Linked DNA regions of Gossypium hirsutum: region 1 is linked to region 2. The links are chromatin contacts, called in public Hi-C maps. All regions are on one chromosome and are shown on one strand. Each heading gives the region's core, a stretch centred on a gene start, on an enhancer-like site or on the middle of the called end of the contact. The rest is flanking DNA. Distances are from core to core; before and after follow the strand shown. Region 1 holds the start of LOC107933797. Region 2 holds the start of LOC107948359 (aquaporin PIP2-2).

Region 1 (3,152 bases), core at 551-3,050, 490 kb after region 2:
GGTCGCAAATAAGCCTTTAGGAAAGTGCCTATTTTCTTATCTCTTAATGTAACATGTTAAGCTAAGTAAACCTTCTGTTTGGAATAAAAGTTTGGTGATTTCGTATCTGCTAATTAATTGCTGAATCAAATCTTTTCAATGCAATGATCACTGTTGAAATGGGTAATTTGTGATGCTTAATGTATTGTAAATTAGAAAAAAAATCAGTGTTGACACAGCAAAGAACCACATGATTGGGCTGCCAGCATTAGATGAAATGTTACTTGATAGTTTTTTATGTCTTGCAAAGCAAGACATAAAAAGGGATCAAAGCAATGAAGATTTAGAAACAAAGGTAGAACTTATCATCTCATATTTAAGCAGCTCTTAAGCATATTTGCTACTTGTTTTATCAACTTCGGTCTTGAAAACAAGTACTATTCTTGTTCTTCGAACACTCAGGACTTGGATTTTATTTTGTGGAAAACAAGACGTGTGTTATGAAATTTTCATATATCTGTACATAAGCTCTGCAACAAAGACAGAGGCAGGTTCTCTGAAAAATCAAAACACAATTTTTATAATGTGTACAGATGGAGTTGGAGAAATGAGAAGTTCTATTGTGTTGCCAATGCAGCTGATTAAGTTTCAATATGGAAAGACTAAAGTACTTTTGTGGTGTCTATTTTAGGCTAATATTTCTACCCATATCAACTTTGTTTCATTGGAAATGCCTACTCCTACTCTAGACACAAAGAACATACATGTTTTTCTTTTCTGAGACTACCCATTAACCCTTCTTCTCAATTTCAAATCGTAAGTCCTATCCAACATATTGATTTAAAATCCAATTTCTTGACTTATGGGTATCATGAAAAATATTGATAAATAGTTATCATTTTATATTTTCAAGGAAAATTAAATGGAAAGCAAAAAGAAAAAGCTACTAACTTTTAGAGTAGTTTGGAAAGTTAATGAGTCCATGAAAAGCCATAGGTCTAAAGCTCACGATCATTTTGGGCTAACTTCCAAGTTACAGTAGAAATTGCTTAATCTAAACCGCCATAAATTCCAAAATCTTGGGAAAACGTAAAGAAAAAGGGTCATTCCGAGAATTGAACTCGGGACCTCTCGCACCCTAATCGAGAATCATACTACTAGACCAAATGCCCTAATTGATTTTTGCTCATGACATCAAAATATTAAAGAAAGATTCCAAAATTATATATGATATTTTAATTATAATTTAAATATATACGCAAAATTTTAATTTTGATTTAAGTAAAACATATTTAAAAAAATAAACTCATAAATTTATTTTTATATTGAATTAATATAATTATTTGTGCATGTAATATATAAACATAAAATAATGTTATATCAATATAATTATTAATAATTTATAAGAATTGAACCAAATCAAAATTTCATTTATAAAATTATACAAAATTAAAATTTATGTATAAAATTACATATTAAATTAATATTCAAATAATTTGCGTTAATTATTTGTGTGTGTACAGAAGATATAATCTTCAAGCTAACATAAAGCGGATATTAATTGCAATGTTTAAAGAGACGTTTGTGAGTCATGAGTTATGAGTTGCTGGATTATTTCGGTTCACTATCCATGATTTGTCCTGATTGGAGCTTCAATTAGAAAGCAGATTATATTTGACAATGGGCGATTACGAGAGTTGATACCACCTGCTTGTCCTGGGTTGGTTTAGAGTCCCCCTTGGTGGTCCACTATTATGACATACAGAATCAACATGACTGCAACAAATAGTATCCATATCATGTATATGGGTCTCTTACGAAAAGATGTGGAGTTGGATGAATCCATGGCCATCACCACATCTTCCACTGCCCAAAGGTTCCACCACTTCTATATTCCAATGCTTTTCCTTATTCTTTCAACACCATACAACCCCCACACTGATGCTGATAAATAACCCTCTCTCCCTCCATGTATTCCCCCCTCCCCCTTTTTTCTCAATGGCTAATAACCTCTCTTTATGTCTCGTAGGAGCCATGGATCGTCTCTGGTTTCAACAGATTATTCTTTTCCCAGACCCCTTTTCACCATATTTCCCCCTTGAACCAAAGCAGCCCCTCTCAGAATCTACCACTACAAGCTCATCATCTTCAAGCCTCTCTTTATCATCTGTTGCAGACCAAGAAATACCAGCGCTGGTAAACAGTAATAATAATAATAAAATGAATGAAAAAGAACTATGCTCATCAAGTTCAACACTCTTGAAATATGTTTCTTATTTTTTGTTTCATTTTTGCTGTTGTTTTTCATGGTGATCAAATTCTTAGGATGATCCTAAAAAAGAGGAAAAACAATTGAAGAAAAGATCAAGAAGAGGGAATCTTAGTCGTTCACATTCTCCATCACAATCGACTCATAAACATCAGAGGATTAACCATCAATGCAAACTGCAAAAATCCACGAGTTGTAGGAGCTTGAAAGACTTGGAACTGGAAGAAGTAAAAGGGTTCATGGATCTTGGATTTGTATTCACAAAAGAGCACTTGAACGCCAGGATGATTAGTGTTATCCCCGGCTTGCTCAGACTTGGATTTTCCAGAACTAAACGGATCCATAATGAAGTCAATGTTGATGCTGACCAACTATCTAAAGACGATGATATTGAACAAGAAGAGAAGAGAGGTGTTATAAGACCATATTTATCAGAAGCTTGGCTGATTAAAAGACCCGATTCTCCTTTGCTGAATCTAAGAGTACCAAGGGTCTCTGCTGCTGCTGATATGAAGAAACATCTCAAGTTTTGGGCTAGAACTGTTGCATATGTAGTTCAACAAGATTCATAAAACAAGAGAGCAGATCCCAACTTCGAACCTAAATCTACCACACAACTAGGTCTATAGCTAGCTGCAACTGTAAAAAGAGGAGTTTGTAATAAAAAAGTCATAAAAGATAGTGTACTCTAAATAAAAGATGAGCCAAAAGCTCTTTTTGTCACCATTTTTAACTACTAGTAGTGGTTAGGATAAATGGAAAAAACTTTAAAAAGGATCTTTTTCTTTTGTTATATTGAGTCATCCAAATTGCTGAAAAGATAAGGCAAACCAAAAAAGGAAGATGATCATGATGGTCCTACCATGTTCCGGGTTGAGAAAGAATCAGAAACAGTAATAATAGG
Region 2 (3,372 bases), core at 661-3,160:
GTGCAATTGATAAGTGTTGCCCCGTGCTTTAGGCAAGTGCTTTACTTCATCTTCCATATTTTCCACATGGCTTTAGCTTAAAGGGGAGGCAACTTCCCCCCCATTTTCCATTGTCTTTCTTGGTATTCCCTTCTTATAAAAACCCATCCACTGCCCGATCCCCATCTATCAACCCACTTCCAGTTTACATCCAGCAAGGTAGCTCTACTATATATAGTCTTTGCAGAACAGGTGTGAAAGCAAAAGCTTCTGTTATTCAGCAATGGGAAAGGAGATGAGGCATTTGAGTTCATGGGTTGAAGTTGCACCTGCTCTTCTCATTTCTCCCCTCAGGAACAGAACATCTAATTCTCCTGTGTTGGAGACCATCACCGAAGATGAAGCTGAGGACTCCAATGACGACTAGCATTCCTCACCCATCCATATTTAGGACTGAAATCCCCCCTCCCCACATTTTGTTATAAATTGTTATCTTGGGGAATTAATGGAATGTTCCAGTTTTGTTACAGTTCAATGGTTTTTTTTTTCTCTTATTTCATTGTTACTTCGCAGGATTGTTCATCAAAGGAAAAATGTATTTGGCCTACACAAAAAAGATGATCCTTATACTTGCATTAAAATTTTGTTCCTTTTAAAACTATGTTTTGCTACCATTCTTACGGTGGGGAAAATTTAAGTCCACCTTGTGAAAAGGTGTTTGATTAAAATTAACAGTCAATAACAATGATGGTCTCCCATCTCTTTCTTTGTAAGGCTTGAGATTATGAATTGACTACTAAAGTAGGAAACTTTTCAATGCTGAAGGAGTTTTAATTCAGGTGGTAATGTGTATTATCTCAGATATAAATAATAAAAAGAGTTGCATAAAAATATATTGAAAAATGAGTTTATTTTTCTTTTTATAGTAAATAGAAAAAACACGCTTAAAAACTAGGAATCTATGGGATAGAGGTCTCTTTATGCAGTGAATTATTGACATCCCTCTAGCAATCTCGTCCTAATATATTGCGGTCTATATGTGAGAAAAATTAATTTATTTAACTTCATTACTGCTGTCTCACCCAAAGAATCAGTTATTTTGTTAATATGTTGAAATTCTATTTTCCAATTCTTAGTGCATCATTTCTGTATTAACCCAACTTCTATAATATTATTAATTGATGTGAAATTATTTCGAATAATATCTATTAAAACCTCTGTATGAATTTCTAAATATACTTTTAACCATATAATTTTGTTATAGTTGGATAATAAATGAGATTATTAAAATTAATAAAAGATTTACACCAATTACCAAAATAATTACTTGGCAGTCATTCAAATCATTATTAACAAATTTAGAAAAATATTCATTAAAAAAATCGGCAATGCAATTAGGAAAATATTGTGGCCTTATTGTGCTGTAAACTGAGTGCAAGTGATGAAAAACAGTAGAGGACAACCGACCAATCATCAAAGCGGAGACGGCATCATAACTTTTGTATCGACACGTTGGTAAAGGAAAGCCTTAAGTGTTATTATATCTCTTTCTATTTCAAGGAGTTTGGTCCATGCGATGTGATTAGAGAGCAATATTTTATGATTGATACCACGTGGCTGGACAAGAGTGGTTGAAAGGATCAACGGCGGTGCTTGGTGGGTCCGGCATTGAAATGGACGGTTGTAGTGCCTACCGCATTTTAAGTGTTTAGTCGGTACGCCTTTTTGGATCACGCCCGACACACCATTTCCATCTCTCCATTACTTAATGAAACGTGGCGAATTATTACCCACTTATCATCTATTTTGTCTTCTTTTCCACACTAGATTTTTGGCCTTTTTAATTAAGTAAAAAGAATTACAGTAATAATTTTTATTTCCACAAAAAAAACTTAAATTATATTATAGATAGCTATAATACTAACCTATATTTGTTTTTAGTTAAAGAGAATGTATATTCCAACATGAACAATAATAGTTGCCGTGTATAAATAAATGCATAATTAATGAAGCGCTTATCATTAATTTTAAGGAATATTGTCCCGAAGTAGTCCAGCAGCAAAGAGCCACCCTTGGTAGGGTCTGGTTTTCTGAAATGGGGCGGCAAAACAACTACGTTAAATTGACACCCACTCGACCACCGCACCCATATATACCCTTCTTCCAAGGATTATCTTCAAAAACAAAGGCTGTAATCCAAGCTTCTATTCAGTTTTGTAAGAGCTATGGCTAAGGACATTGAGGTTGGTGGTGAGTTCCAGGCCAAGGACTACCATGATCCTCCACCCGCTCCATTGGTAGACGCTCAGGAGTTAGCCAAGTGGTCTTTTTACAGGGCTGTCATAGCTGAGTTCATTGCCACTCTCCTCTTTCTCTACATCACTGTCTTGACTGTGATCGGTTACAAGACCCAGACCGACCTTGCTAAGGGCGGTGAAGATTGTGGAGGCGTTGGCATTCTCGGCATTGCTTGGGCTTTTGGTGGCATGATTTTTATCCTTGTTTACTGCACTGCCGGTATCTCTGGTAAGTACGCAAAATGGGCTAATAGCGGGATACGATTTAGCAAATGACTGACAACTTAGCTCAATATTGCAGGGGGACACATCAACCCAGCAGTGACCTTTGGACTTTTCTTGGCTAGGAAGGTGTCGTTAGTTCGAGCCATATTTTACATGGGTGCTCAGTGTTTGGGAGCCATATGTGGATGTGGGCTGGTCAAGGCCTTCCAAAACTCATACTACAACCAGTATGGAGGAGGAGCCAACAGCCTGGCTGAAGGATACAGCACTGGAACTGGTTTGGCGGCTGAAATCATCGGCACCTTTGTCCTTGTCTACACTGTTTTCTCTGCAACTGATCCCAAGAGGAATGCAAGAGACTCCCATATCCCTGTATGTCTCTTAACTTTAACCAAATCACAAACGTAAATTGTATTGTATCAGTTATGAATTGTTGTGTATTGTTGTTTAAGGTCTTGGCACCACTTCCCATTGGGTTTGCTGTGTTCATGGTTCACTTAGCCACTATTCCCATCACCGGAACCGGTATCAACCCAGCTCGTAGTTTGGGGGCTGCTGTTATCTTCAACCAGGACAAGATATGGGATGACCATGTATGAACCTTTTGAGTTATACAACTTTTTTTTATTTTTGGCCCTTGTCTTATGACACCTTATAAAAATTTTGTTGTTTCTTTGAAATGGATGCAGTGGATATTCTGGGTAGGACCTTTCATTGGAGCTGCAATTGCCGCAATCTATCACCAGTTTGTATTGAGGGCATCGGGTGCTAAAGCTCTGGGATCCTTCAGGAGCAGCTCTGCCATGTAAAATATGTTGAAGCAAGAATTGTGCAGCCATAAGTTCAAAGTAAATTAAGGCTGGCATGCATG

The links. Hi-C and Micro-C count contacts between places; a contact is called where the count stands out from the background.
Region 1: a Hi-C map of leaf shows a contact between it and region 2, with 1.9 times the contacts expected there. The contact joins the promoter of LOC107933797 here to the promoter of LOC107948359 in region 2. A contact is called at or near these places in 3 of 34 Hi-C or Micro-C datasets (leaf and petal).

Annotation. Positions count from the first base shown.
Region 1 is chrA04:68,671,096-68,674,247 of Gossypium_hirsutum_v2.1, forward strand. LOC107933797 reads left to right here and starts at 1,801. Exons shown (of 2, transcript XM_016866080.2): 1 at 1,801-2,175; 2 at 2,305-3,090. The coding sequence starts at 1,804. The coding sequence ends at 2,820. LOC107933786 (polyubiquitin) reads left to right here. Exons shown (of 1, transcript XM_016866070.2): 1 at 1-105.
Region 2 is chrA04:68,182,681-68,186,052 of Gossypium_hirsutum_v2.1, forward strand. It overlaps LOC107948359 (aquaporin PIP2-2), which reads left to right and starts at 1,911. Exons shown (of 4, transcript XM_016882867.2): 1 at 1,911-2,505; 2 at 2,578-2,873; 3 at 2,954-3,094; 4 at 3,191-3,372. The coding sequence starts at 2,205. The coding sequence ends at 3,310.